2 separate regions of the Pan troglodytes genome follow, and region 1 is linked to region 2. Evidence: chromatin contacts called from public Hi-C data. All regions are on one chromosome and are shown on one strand. The core of a region is the stretch at or near the end of the contact, and the rest is flanking DNA. Distances in the headings are between cores, read along the strand shown.

The links. A called contact is a pair of places that touch in the nucleus more often than the background predicts.
Region 1: a contact with region 2 is called in a Hi-C map of stem cell-derived neural progenitor cells, with 2.2 times the contacts expected there. The contact joins the promoter of GRIA1 here to the enhancer-like site in region 2. A contact is called at or near these places in 1 of 7 Hi-C or Micro-C datasets (stem cell-derived neural progenitor cells) and 1 of 1 datasets of contacts at active chromatin or transcription factors (stem cell-derived excitatory neurons).

The regions. Positions count from the first base shown.
Region 1 is chr4:151,162,976-151,170,086 of NHGRI_mPanTro3-v2.0_pri, reverse strand. GRIA1 (glutamate ionotropic receptor AMPA type subunit 1) reads right to left here and starts at 2,455. Exons shown (of 17, transcript XM_063811598.1): 1 at 2,319-2,455.
Region 2 is chr4:150,511,918-150,518,935 of NHGRI_mPanTro3-v2.0_pri, reverse strand. No RefSeq gene overlaps it. Among named protein-coding and RNA genes, the nearest start is that of NMUR2, 390 kb to the right of the region's middle. Within about 2 kb of position 1,250, at least 8 of the 24 cell types and tissues checked have an H3K27ac peak or open chromatin away from gene starts, as enhancers often do. A contact at or near this core is called in stem cell-derived neural progenitor cells, where this site is marked.

The sequences.
Region 1 (7,111 bases), core at 1,206-3,705, 650 kb before region 2:
AACACACACTCACAAAAGAGCACAAACTCCCAGCAATGCGAACTTTCCCTAGTGGAGCTATCTCCTTACCAGGGGAGAGAGACTAGAAACCAAACCAACGAAGATGCTTCCAAACACAGCAGCTTGCTTCATTCTGGGACACAAACGACACTGATATGCTGGTCACACGGAAGCCCCAAGCCCTTGTGGACATGCTTTGTGATTGGTGTTATTGCTTCTGTTTGTTTTGCTTTCCCTCATGATTATCAGGAGTAGCAATATCTGTCAGTCCCCTCAGAAATACAGGGAGGGTGGCGGGGCCTTTGAGAAGTGCAACAACTAAGGGGAAATGGGGAACAAAAAAAGCATGCAGCATGTTGAAACCTGCCTCCAAGTTGAGAGGATGGAGCCCAGTAACAAGGATAACGGAGAGCCAACAGGAGGAGAAAGGAGCATGTGTACGTGTATGTGTTTGTGTGTGTAAAAGGTAGACCTCTGTGGATAGGAAATCTAAGAGGAGGGGGCAAGGAAGGAACGGAGAAAAGGCAGGCTAGGAAGTTCCAGGATCGGGGGAGTGGAGACCACCAGCGCAGCATGGCAGACAGCAAAGAGAAGGCAGCTGGAGGAGTCCAGAACAGGAGAGGGAGCCTACCCGCCTTGGAGTGGGGGCCTTCTGGCATTATTTCTGTGGCTGCAATATACCCAGCACCCCTCACTCCTTCTTCTAGAGGGTCTCTTTTCTGTCCCCCAGCAGAGAAAGCACCGCCTCCTTCAATTACATATATATGTGCATATGTAATATATAATCACACACGTGAAAACACACACACCGTACATACTTACATTAAAAATGGAATCAAGCACCATCTACCAAGCAATAGAGTTAACTCCTTAAACACCCACCACCCTTTCCAGCCTGATTTTTTTTTCCTCCAAAGCGATGGTTCCTCCATTTCACATGCTCTTGCCTGGAGTGCGAGTGGTGTATGTGTGTGTGTGCGAACACTTCCCCTCTGCCCCTCATCCGATCAGGAGAAGCCCCCTCCTCTGGCTGTAAGCCCAAGTCTCCCTTCTGTTACCGCAGCACAGCTTTAGGGAGCCAAGCAAAACAGTCAGTACCGGGGAGGGGGTACACAACCCCTATCCCCAAAAAAATCCCTGGCCAGACCCAGAAAGTCCCTCCCCAGGCTGCCCCCTCACTCACCGATCTGGATATTGTTGGGGAAATTGGCACCTACTACCGCGCCTAGGAAACCGGTGCAGAAGAAGGCAAAAATGTGCTGCATATTCCTTTTTGCATTGGCGAAAAAGAAGCCCAGGTCCAATCATAGATTTGGTGTTTCCCCCCCTTTCCCTTTATTCTTCTCGCTGTTCTGCCTGTTCTTTCCCTCCTGCAGTTCCTTCCTTGCTTGCTTGCTTCCTTCCTTCCGTGAGGTTTGTCTGTTTCCCTTGGAATCCGAGCACTTAAACTGCAGCGTTAACACCAACTGACAGCCAGATTAACTGAGCACGGGAAAAGAAGCCCGTCCTCATGCTAGCTGGAGCGCTGGCTCCCCCACTCCCTCTCCTCTCCCCTCGCAGCCTGCCTCTCTCTCCCTCCCTTGCTCTCTCTCGCTCTCCCCCTCACACTCACACAGGCAGCAAGCTCTATGCTAATACCCACCGAGCTAGCTTGGAGTTCCACAGCCGACCTCCCTACCTGTTCCCCCTTCCTCCCGTCCTCACCTTATCCTCCTTTCTGTGTGTGCAGAAAGGTGGGGGGGGGGGGGGGTGTGTGACACGTGGCACTTGGTCCTGAAAGGGGCAACCCCACAGTCCTCTTTACCCTCCCCCGCCTTTCTGAGCTCGGTCTGCCCGCTCCCCCAGCCCCCAGGCTGAAGCTGCTGGGAATGTGGGTTCAGCTGTAAGTCAGTAGGTGGCAGGGGGTCCCTACAATAGTCCTCAATCCACCAGCTGCTTGATCTAGGTCACTTTTTCTAGGAGTGCATGGGCTGCGCTGGATATATCTCCTGCACTCCACTGGCCCAATTATTCCTACAACTAATTCCTGAGGGAAAGACCCTAGAAATCCCTCCTAGGAAATTTAAAGGAAAAAAAAAAAAGCTTTCTCTCTCCTAATGGAAGAAATGACAGATAGACAAACAAGGGAGGATCTGGAGTGACTGGCAGGTATTTTGACCAGGTATTTGACAGTCCCTGTCTACCTTTACAAGTGAAACGGTGGTCTCTTTTCAATCCTAGGCATTTAAAATGGGCCCCCTTCTCTCTTTCCCTGCATTCCACAGGAGTCTATAGCATCAGGATCATGTGGGTGTACAATAAAGACTAAGGATACTTACACAGAGCAATTACATGAGTCATTTTGCAGGGATTCTAGTGAGAGGATTCAAGCTTCTTTCAGGTCTTTCTGGATGCTGGTCATGTCTGGTGTAAGCTGGAACTTCATAGACTCTCCTGGACCAGGGCTTCTGCTGAAATAACCTGTAGAGAGATCAGCTGTGTTCAGGAGAGTAGTGTTAAATGCAAAGCAGCAGCCACTAGCAGCCACAGAATACAGTTTTTGAAGGAACTTTACAGATTTTTATCCATCTATCTTCACTCCAACCCTGTAAAGTGGCCATGAGCCCTGTTTTACAGATGAAAAAGATAAGACTTCTGGGATTAAGTCATAAAGACACAGACCGACTAAGATGTACAGTACAACCTACAAACTTGAGTGCTTTGGCCGTTACCAGTTGACTTACTGCCCTGGCCAGGACTCCTGTCCAACAGGAGATGATCCAGGAAAAGGAAAGTCAACTTTGTCTTTAGTAAGAAAGAAATAATAGACTTTGGACTCCATTTTGCTTTGCCATATGAATAGGCCATTTTATCCACAGACTATTCACTGCCCTCACCAGGACTGTATATCATGTGGACTTGAGTGACAGCTACAAGGACTGGGATTTGTAAAAAATATCTGACCATGTACAATGAAGCCCCAAAATAGGAACAACTTGGAGGCCAAATGCTTTGTGATTTCCTATGCACTTTCACATATATTAATTAATTAGCTAAAATAATTTTTAAGGCTAATGTTTATTCACTGTTTTGAATGTGCCAGGTACCATGCTAAGAAATGCACCTGCATCATTTATTTGTACAATACCTGTGTAGGTAGCCTCATGCCCATTTTATAGATGAAGAAACAGAAGTCTAAAAACTCACCCCAAGTTTTCACTGCTAATGAAAGAGATTGGGCATTTAAACACAGTAAATGCCACCATCAGGCCCCAGCTCTTAACTCTTAGGCTCTAATAGCAGCAAGCACTGGGTAGGAACCTTCTAAAGGAAGAATAAGCATCAGCATAGGAAGATGAGAGAACAGAATCAGGAAAGATCACTTCTAAGGTCTCTGCCAACATTAAGAGTCTCTGATTTAATGATTCCGTCTTTTAATTTCTCCATTTTCAGTTTTTGTATCTTACTACTTTGAATAGTACCTGGGGATCTTTTAGGTTCCCTAAGCTTTGTGCCTGGTAATAATAATAATTAGGCTGTCATTAAAGGCTTCACATCTTGCAATCACCTTTTAGAGGAAGCTCTTTAGACCCTTTACAAGCAAAACCTCAATGTCCCCCTGCATTAGGTAAGAATTGTTTTGCATACTTTGTAGGGAGGGGACTTTTAAGAGAGTCAAAAAGATGAATTTTCCATGGTCATTATAAATCATATAGTCAAGCAGATCTTCCTAAAACAGAGGTCTACATCATTGCCCTGCTCAAGTATGGTCAATAGCTCCCCTTGGTCTATTAAATACATAGTTGTTCACTGATTAAATATAGAACTTACATATTTCAAGTGTAGGCATCTAGGTCAAACTACATTAGGTTCAACTGTTTATTCCATGTTTCTTTATAATTCTCTTCATTTCAAATGTTGGTGGGGAACCTATTCTGTATCTCACAGGGTGCCAGGTGCTGGGCGATATGAAGAGGAATCAGACACAGTCTCTGCCTCAAGGCAGGTGAATGTGGCAGAAGAAGAAGACAGACGAACCCGGACAACTGTCACCCAGAAAGACCATGACAAGTGCTCTAAAAGATGTAAACACAGCAGCGGGGGAGCAAAGAAGGATGCAATCAGTGTGTCTGTCTGTGGGGATCCAGCGAGGCTTCAAAAGAACTGAGCTGTGAAGGATGAGGAGATTATAGGCAGTAACTGAGGACTGGGAAGGACATGCAAACCAAGTAAAGAGCCCCAGCAAGGGCTGGAGGCAGGAAAGAATGCCACGTGCTCTGTAAGCCTGGAGCCGGCAGTGCATAACTGGGAAGAGTGTACTGGGGAACATGGAACTTAGAGGAAGTCAGCGTCAGGATTTGGAACCCACTGAATTCCTGGTGGACCATGGTGAGCCATGGGGGCATTTTTAGTATACTAGTTACAATAGCAGGCATGTGCATGAGAAAGAAAAGATTGACCACTAGTAGAAGGTGATTTTCTCATTTCCTCATCCTCAAAGGTTAGAACTACCTACCAAACAGCTTCATTTCCCTAAATAACTTATTTGACGTCATCCTTTATTAGCTCATCATGCTGTCTCTCCTTAGAGTCCCCAGTCCTATTTGCCATTCCCAAAGTGGCAAAGTCTTCAAAGTGGCTAGATGATTAGCTTAAGACAGTGGTTCTCAACTGACAGCAATTTTCTCCCCCAGGGGATATTTGGCAAAAATGTCCAGAGATGTTTTTGGTTCTCACAATTATGGAATTGTACCCCTGGAATCTCATGGGTGAAGGCCAGGGATGCCACTAAACATCCTACAATTCACAGAGCATCCACCCCACAAAAAAGAATTATCTGGTTCCAAATATAAATATCATTGAGGTCAAAAAACCTTCCTTAAGGGGACTAGTGATTGGCATGCCAGGGACTAGGCACCAGGACCCTGCAGCGTCCCTCCCATTATATTACACTGAAGAAAAATTAAGTTGATCATCTTTTAAGACTTTTCACATTTTAAAGTGGGATATCTGAAGATGGGTGCTCATTAAAGTCCAGCAGTTAAGTATCTAATGGAGGAACACCAGGTGGCTGACATCCCATTGGAAAAGCCTCCAAATGCTGCTCAAATTGTGCTCTAGAGACAGCATGGCACCTACTCCTCAAATTAATTATGACCCATCCCAGCTCATATTTTTGGCATACTTTAAGTCCTCTTACCATGTAGCCAAAACAGTCTAAGATTTACTTATTTTGGCTTTGTTTTGACACTGCAAATCAAGGAGAATGGTGTTGGACAGGGATTACAAATGCAAATGCTTCCTTGAGCCAGGCAGGGAAATGAATGAAGTGAGCCAAGTTGGGGAGAACGGGGAAGACAAACAGAACTAGAGAGACTGTGCCCTGTTAAAGGTGGCCACAGGGACTCAATAGGCAGCAGATTATTACCATGAGGAATTGCAGGCCTAGAGTGGCTAGATCCTCGGATTCTTTTTTCAAGGAAAAGTAGAAATATGGAATATATATATATATATACACACATATATGGGATATGGAATATAGTGACATCCCTGAAATATGGAATATATATATATATTAGGTGTACCTTATTGCAAGCTTAGGGAAAAAAGGGGTAGGGTAAGAGTAGTTCCTCTGAGCTTGACCTGACTGACAGGCCACGGAGTGCCAGTGGAATCCTGGAGACAAGAGTCCAACCACTTCTCATGCCCAGTATCAATTTAGGGGCTAAGTCCATTTCCTCTACAAGACTGTTTCCTCATCTGTTAAATGACAAGATTAGATGTGGTGATGGCTACAGACCCTTCTGGTTCTGACACTCTGTAACTCCATTTGACAGCAGGGGCTGGGGTAAGGGAGAGAAAGGACAGATGTCAGGTCTGGGGAGGCCCATTCTCTCCTCTACCTCCTATTACCTGTGATAGTGGTATTGGCAAGTTCCTTCCCTTCTTGGACTAGTTTCTCCATCTGCAAAATATGGGTGTTTCACCAAGGTTTCTTCTGGCTTTAACATTTTAGGTTTCTAGTGTAAAGCAATTCAAGGGGGTGGGGGGACCATCACATTTATGATCTAAGAACAGATTGCTGACAGCTAACCAACTGGCAAAAATGCAGTCAGAGAGAGGGTGCCTCTGTGGCTTTAGAAAGGCCTTATTTTTAAAGATGTTTTAAAAATAATAATGATAATATTTTTTCATGTTTTCTAGCACAGTTCATACAGAAGGCTCCCAAAATAATCCACGGACTGTGTGTGTGGCGAGAACACACCCCAAAGAATGTAATTACCCACCCTGGAGTTCTGCCAGGTTTAACAGCATTTTCTATCTGCTTTTTTTTTTCTTCTTCTTTCAGTCTTCCCTCCCCTTCTCACACAAATGACAGCATTTTCATAAGCTCTCAGCATTACTAGGTAATTAGGGAGCCATGCAAGTTCTGGAAAACACCCTGGGGCAGGATCAGTGCCTGAAAAAAAAAAAAGTCTATTCCACGATTCCATGGGGAAGCTTCTACGCAGCACCATTGTTACTGGTAGAAATTGGAGGCACTGACTATTCCTCTAAATCAGCAATGCCTTCAGAGAGGCCAACTGGGCCACACTCACATGGGCGGGCGGCCACCATGCAGCATTGGCACCAGCTCTCCTGAGAGGCCCTGCAGCTCATCTGGCCCTGGTCTAGGAGACAAGAGAGCCAGACCTTCACCGCCATCCTCCCCACATGGGTGGTTCTGGATGAGCTGTTTAACCCCTTTGTCTCAATGTCTTCGTCTGGGAAGTGGGGATAATGAGAGGTTATACTTTGTGGGGCTAGAGAGGGCATTAATGACATGCTCCATGTGAAGGGACTGGTGAATCTCCAAACACACAGAAATGACTCTGCCAGCCATTCCTGTACAGAGGTGTGAAATGTCATTATTTTTGGTTAGAGTCCAGAGTCATCCTGGCATTGGAGGCCTTCCCTGTTGTTCCAATCCACTTCAGAAAGCTTCTCCTATAGCTCAGTGTGCCAGTCTTCTATTAAGCCTATGTCACTTCCCCCACCCTCAAAACATCTGCCCATCAGGAATACACAAACTTCTGCGCTGGTGCTCCCCAACCTGCTCCTTCCCTCATCCCTCCAATCTCCCTACATGACA
Region 2 (7,018 bases), core at 1-2,500:
AGCATAGGGCTGCAGCCCTTGGCATTTTTTGTGTCATTGAATTCACAGATTTATTCATTCATTCATGCAAAAAATGTATTTATTTGGGCATTTACTTATTCAAATAACTAGTGAACATTGAATAGTCTAATCTTCTCACTGCAGCCAGAGTAATCTTTTTAAAATGGAAACTTGATCATATTCCTTTTCTCCCTAAAAGACTCCAGTAGCCTCATATTGCTCTCAGAATAAAATTCCAATGTGTTACCAAGACCCATGAGGCCAAGTGAGATTTGGCGCCTGACTGCTTCTTTCAGTTCACCTTGTATCACTTTCATCTCCCATCATCTCTATCACTACCTTCTAGCCACACATCTGGCTTTCTGTCCTGAGGTCAAGCTCATCCCTACCATGCCTTAGGCATTTGCGTCACAGTTCCCTTTGCCCAGAATGCTCTTTCAGGGCTCTCTCATGGCTGGCTTACTTTCACAGCTCAGCCTTTTTACAAAAGTCACCTTGTCAGAGAGACCTGCTTTTACCAGGCTGTCAAATTACACCCATCCTAGGTTGTTCTTCTACCACCTGTATTTTCCTGCTAGGACTTGCTCCAGTCTATATGTATACTACTTGCCATTTGTTGGTTGCTGTCTTATCCATGGGTATGTTCCCTTTGTGCCTGACTCAGCGATGCTCAGCAAATGTTTGTAGAGTGAGTGAGTGATCCTGCTAGGTGAGATGGTCTATCCTAGGCATTGGTGTTACAATGGTGAATGTAACAGATGCCTGGCCCTGTGGCATTTATAGTCTAGGAAGAGTAATACAGAAAAATGTATACATCAAAACATCATTTGTTTATTCATATTTCAACCTTACTTGACCCAGAGCTCCTTTTTAATAACAAATATTTCATAATGTTTTTCATATCCTGATATGAAGCTTATAATATAACCAACTTTGATGCATACTTTGATCAAATCAACATTTTCATCAATGTTAGAAACAAGAGCTCAGAGTTAACAAGGAAAACGAGCACTCAAACAAAGGATTTCTCAGTCAGGCAAATTTACTTCTTCAGAAGGGTGCCACTTGCAGTTTTGGCTGCTGTGAGAGCACACCAAACAAAGGAGAGAAGGCGTTTTTATTCGTAATGCAGTCCCTATCCCTGTGTCCTTCCCCTATTAGCTAAGGTTGGACTGCACAATCTAGGCCGACCCTGGTTGGCTGACTCAAACTTTTCCAATTAAGGTAAATGTTCCATCTGCAAGGGAGGGAGGGGGAAGGAGTGGTCCCTCTGCTACAGCACAAGGCATGTTCGGACATGTCTGGGCAAGTCAGGGTGCACAACGAGAGTGGGAGGGCTGCTAGCAGGCTAGAAACAAGAAAGTACAAGGAGGTGAGGCCTCTGAACCAAGGACAAGGACATTACTCAATTAAACCCTTTGAAGAGGAATTCACCATCTCTGGTAATCAATAAAATCATACTTTTATAAAATCCAAATATAAAAAGTAATACAAAAAGATTCATTTATAATACAATTATATTATTTGTTACCTTGATACAGTATTCTACAACACATGTACTTTTTCTTTATCTTTTTTTTTTTTTTTTTTTTTTTTTGAGAGAGATGGGCTCTCACTTTATTGACCAGACTGATCTCAAACTCCTGGGCTCAAGCAATCCTCCTGCCTTGGCCTCCCAAAGTACTGAGATTACAGGCATGAGCCACCCTGCCCAGCCACATCTACTTACAATGAACAACATGTTTAGATTTGAGAGAAATATGACAATAAGACAATATATATCTGAATATAATCAATACTTTTTATTATAATTGCTGTTTCAAAATTGAGGCTTAACATACACATTTAAATTCATAATGACTGTCAAAGCTACAAGTACCTACTGATATTGGTGTATCATTAGCAAGACAAACAGAACGTCAATACTGATGACTGAATGCTTTATTGAAATAGTGAATAAGTCTTGATAAATTTATGAAAAAAATATGATCTTCCCTTGATTTACCTTACAGTTACATTCCTAGAAAATTTCGCATAAAACCATGCAAAAACGCCATTTGTTTATGTGTAAAATTTACTTAGGTTCTAGGCTCAGATTATCATAAACTGTATTTTCCACCTCCCGAGGGCCTGGCAAGGTATTCAGAAAGTTCGGGGGATATAGGACAATTTTTCTTAGTATAGGTCTGATGAATTGCAAGATTTCTAACATCTCTGATCTCACTCAGTAAAAGCTTGTAGCATCAAACAGTTGTAATAACAAAAAGTTCCCCCTTGGGATGAAGCTATCCTTGTTGAGAATCACTGACTAAATTAAACAAATTTATATACTGATGGCCTGCCAGGTTCTAATCCTGTTTTTAAAAGAAAATGAAGGCCTTATTTCTGAAAGGATGAGTTAACAATGTTGACAGTGATGCCAGAGCATTTGGGAAACACTCAGGAGTGTAGATGGGTTGCAGAATGAACCTTAGTGTGACCCTTTGACAAACTTCCCATCCTGGCCTCCTTCCACTGTTCAGCAGAACCTGTGTGGGGTATACATGGCAGATTCAGAACTCAGCTCCTTGGGATTAGTCCATTTGAAGAAGTGTCCTTCTCTACTGGAAAGTCTTCTGAAAATTAAAATGCAAGGTACTTATACTAACAGGCCGGGCGCGGTGGCTCATGCCTTTAATCCCAGTACTTTCGGAGGCCGAGGCGGGCGGATCACGGGGTGGCAGATCACGAGGTCAGGAGATAGAGACCATCCTGGCTAACACGGTGAAACCCCATCTCTACTAAAAATACAAAAAATTAGCCGGGCGCGGAGGCAGGCGCCTGTAGTCCCAGCTGCGTGGGAGGCTGAGGCGGGAGAATGGCATGAACCCGGGAAGCGGAGCTTGCAGTGAGCCGAGATAGCGCCACTGCACTCCGGCCTGGGCGAAAGAGCGAGACTCCGTCTCAAAAAAAAAAAAAAAAAAAAAAAAAAGCATACTAACATCACACAAACATTAGAAATACATAGTAGACTAAGAGACACATACATAAGTGTATCTGAAAATGAAATATTTTTGTTAAGCTTCATAAAATATTTCCCAAGCTTGAATAGATATGCAGGAGGGAGAAAAGGAAGTTGCAGAAAATTTAAATCCACAAAATCATTCAGCCTACAATTTCGAATCTATTTCAATTAACGAACAAATATTTATTAAATTCTATGTGTGTTTCTCTATACTACTCATTCTTTTTATTTTAATCTTTTTTTTCCTTTCCTAAATCATAAACTCTTCTGTGAAGAAACCAAACTTCTTCTGTAGCTTATATTGTACCTAGCATGACTCTTGACACAGAGTAGAGATACATTATTTGCTTAGCCCAGTAGTTCTCAGAATACATCAGAATCACTGGAAGACAGAGTTTGATTCAGTAAATATAGTGGGGCCTGGAAATTTGCATTTCTGAGAAGTTCCCAGGTTATGCTGCTGATGATGATTCAGGGGCTACGTTTTGAGAATCAATGACTTAAAGCATAACATTGTGGTAAAGAACTCAGGCTCTAAAACAAAATGGGCATAGGGTTGAATTCCAGCTGCACTGCATATTAACTATGTCCCCTTGGGCCATTTACCTAATTTCAAAGCCTCAGTAACTCCTCATTTAATTAATGGGAATGATAATATTTATTTCATCAGTTTTGTGAGCACTATGTAAGTAACACACATTACGTACTCAGCAGACATCAGTTATTTTTATGGAGCTTTCTCTACCAAGAAAGGGCTTTGGGTTACTTGGAGAAGGTATTATTGCACGGTGTATATGATGAATAAGTATTATAATGGAGGAATTCTAGGAAACACTTCAACTTTGGGTTTAATGATTTTCCCAAGGGTCTACCTGAATTAGGGAGGTCATTAAGAGGATTGTAATGTGTGGTGGGTTGTGGGGCGGAAAGTCAAGTACCCATTTAGTTGGTAATTAAAATATTGCTGAAGGACTGGCTGTATTTATATGAAAACAGCTCAATTTGCCTACAGCATAAAGTTGCTGTCTGGGAAGAAATGTAATATTCAAACAGCCTGTAATCAAAAGAGCTACTCCACACCTGGGAAAAGCATCTTGGTAATTTTGTGAGTAGGACAAGAGCGGAAATCAACAAATGCTTTTCTTTACGGCAACAACAATAATAGTAATTTTAAGCAGCTACTTGTTTTTTTCATTTTTTCTTCATTGTGATGATTCCTTTGTTTGTCACTGAGCATAGGAAGTTGCAAGGTTTAAGAATATAGCTTGTGTCCTCATGAGATAAAGGAATCAGGCCCTTTCAGAGAATGGCTTGTATGCTCTGAATATGATACTCATAGTAAATTACCAGTTAGCCCTGGAATGAGCCATCTGGATTACAGTCTCATGTGGCTGGGGAAGAATTTAGGGTGGTCCAGTCTCCCCTGCCCTCTTCCGCTGTTTGAATGCCTTCTAATGATTTCCTGCCAAGCTGTCCAATGTATTCTTCAATGCTGTTAGTGTCATGTGACTCATCTCCAAAAGAAGTTTAATCTGACCTTGACTAGATTTTACTGTAAGAAATTTCTTTCTATTGAGCTGAAAACTGAATGATCTTTTCAGATATGTAAAAGCAGCTACTGGGGCCTACCTGAGTCTTTTCTTCTCTTGACAAATGTTTTCATGACATTGAAGACAATTACTTTAGCAGTTTAGATATAGGGTAACTTTGGGTTTTAGTCCTAGAATATATCATTTACATTTTTTTTTTTTAGTTGACATCCAGAGAAGTTAAGAGCTCAGGCAAACATCACCTAGATGTGACTAATATTTACCTCCCTCTTATTGTCTTCATTTTTTCTCTGTCCTTTCCATTTAGGTTTCCTGTAGGCTCTGGAATGAAGGCTGTAGCATTCTTGGAGGCATCCGTGTTGGATAGACTTATTCACCTATTCATTTATCAAAGAAATATTTATTCCTGAACATATTCTGTGTACATAGATTATGTTAAGGGCTCTGGGTCTATAAAGATAATAACAAAACCCAGGAGGCAATTAGCTTTTATTTGTATATTAACTTGACATCACTAAAAGTGTCTCTCTTGAGCTTCTTCATTGTTCAGTGGGAATAACTGATTATTAACAGCTGTCATGAGTATTGTAGAAAAGGGCTTCCATCCTCATTTTGGTGTTCAGTGTATGTGTGTGTGGACCCTATTCTAGGCCCTTGAGGAGTCCATAAATATGTTATAGGTAGTTAGATAGGTATGAGCGGGGCAGGAGAGGGCTCTCCCCCAACCCACTGGGAATATCAGGTGATGGTTCAATAACTATCACACTATATCTCTAAAGCCAGGGAGAGGACATTTCCTGATTATCCATAGCTATTAACGTTAAAGTGTGAATTGAATATGGATGCCAGGGAGAAAAACTTCCTGGGTATGTGCATTAACAGACAAGATGATGAAGCACAACCTTCCTAGTACACTCCACAGGAAAAAGGAAGAAAGCCTCAGATGGGCATGTGTACACCTTCCTAAACACACTGCCCCTGCTCAATTCTTAAGGGTAAGGAGGGTACTGAGCATTTGGGAAGCCCATCCTAAGGGAAGAATCATGGAAAAGAGGTGAGCCTAGAAAGCCCTAGGATCAAGGTTAAATGCCCCTTTTTCTCTCTTTGACCTTCAGGAGCCCTCTTGGATCTCTGCCAAGTGAACCTTTTCTTTCATGTTCTGAAGCCTTTTTAAGTAAACTTCCACTCCTGCTCTGAAACTTGCCTCAGTCTCTTTTTCTGCTTTATGCCCCTCAGTCAAATTCTTTTTTCTGAGGAAGCAGGGACTAAAATTGCTGCAGAGGCCTACAGATATGCCACTGGTAACTTGGGGTAACTCGGATCTCTTCCACCAGTAACGAATACATACCAAATAATACTAGACATGGGGAGTGCTGCTGGAGGAGAGAAGAAGGAGGTCACCATGGGCTGAGAATACTTTATGAAAGAAATGTGCCTTGAATTTGCATGGTTAGATGCAAAAAAGGATGACATTTCACACAAAAAGAGGAGCAGAAACAAAGGTATAGAGAAAGGAAAACCTGTGTTCGATTTGGGGCAAGGAATAAATTAATAGATGATTTTTCTAGAAGAAATGGTCAAGGAGAGGCTTAATAAATAGGAATGATATCAAACTAGAGTCAGGATGTCCAGAGAAGCTTTTGTGTAGTTGTAGTAACTGTAAAGACTAGCAATAAGATACAACAGGTTCTTCTCATTTTGCCACTAACTTTTGGCAAGAGAGGCAGAGGCCATGTTTATATCAGATGTGGCTAAATTCCAAGCCAATATATGCAAGTTCACATTGTAAGTATAGAAAGTAGTTTATTCTACACAAAATAACATGAATCTAATGCCATGGCTATTTTCAGAGCATCACTCTAAGAGTGTCTGCTAAAATAATAGTGCACATAAATGAAAATATGCTAGAATGTTAAAAAGTCTGTCGTATAATGTTGAGCTTTTACTGCAAGACAGCAAGTTTGAAGTGTCCCCGGAGCATGTATTCTCAGTTGGGGCAATATTGACACTAAGGAGGCAAAAATTAATTCTTGGTGGTGAGAAGGGGATCCTACTCTTTATGTGTAAAGTACAGCTGTACATACTATATATAAATAGATACACAATATATCTATAATCTTAACATTTCATAGGGAAACAATTAGGGGGAAAAAGTCCAAAGGGTTCCTTGGGAGGGGATAATAAGGAAGAAAAGATTGAAAAGCAAGGCCCTAGAGAAAAGCCAGGTAGTCTAATCCATATTAGGCATGTGTCAACACTGGGTGCATTCTTGGAGCTCCCAAGAATAAGCCAACCTGGATGTTTACTGTGGCTGCTCTTTGTTGTGGGGGCACCATTTTCCTGTTTTTATAGCTGACCTCTTCTGGTTGACATACTACTTTTTTAGGTTCGTTGACTCTGGTGTCATACCTGGTTTGTTGATAAGAAGTCAAGATGACTTTACATCCTTTTGCTCTAATCCATT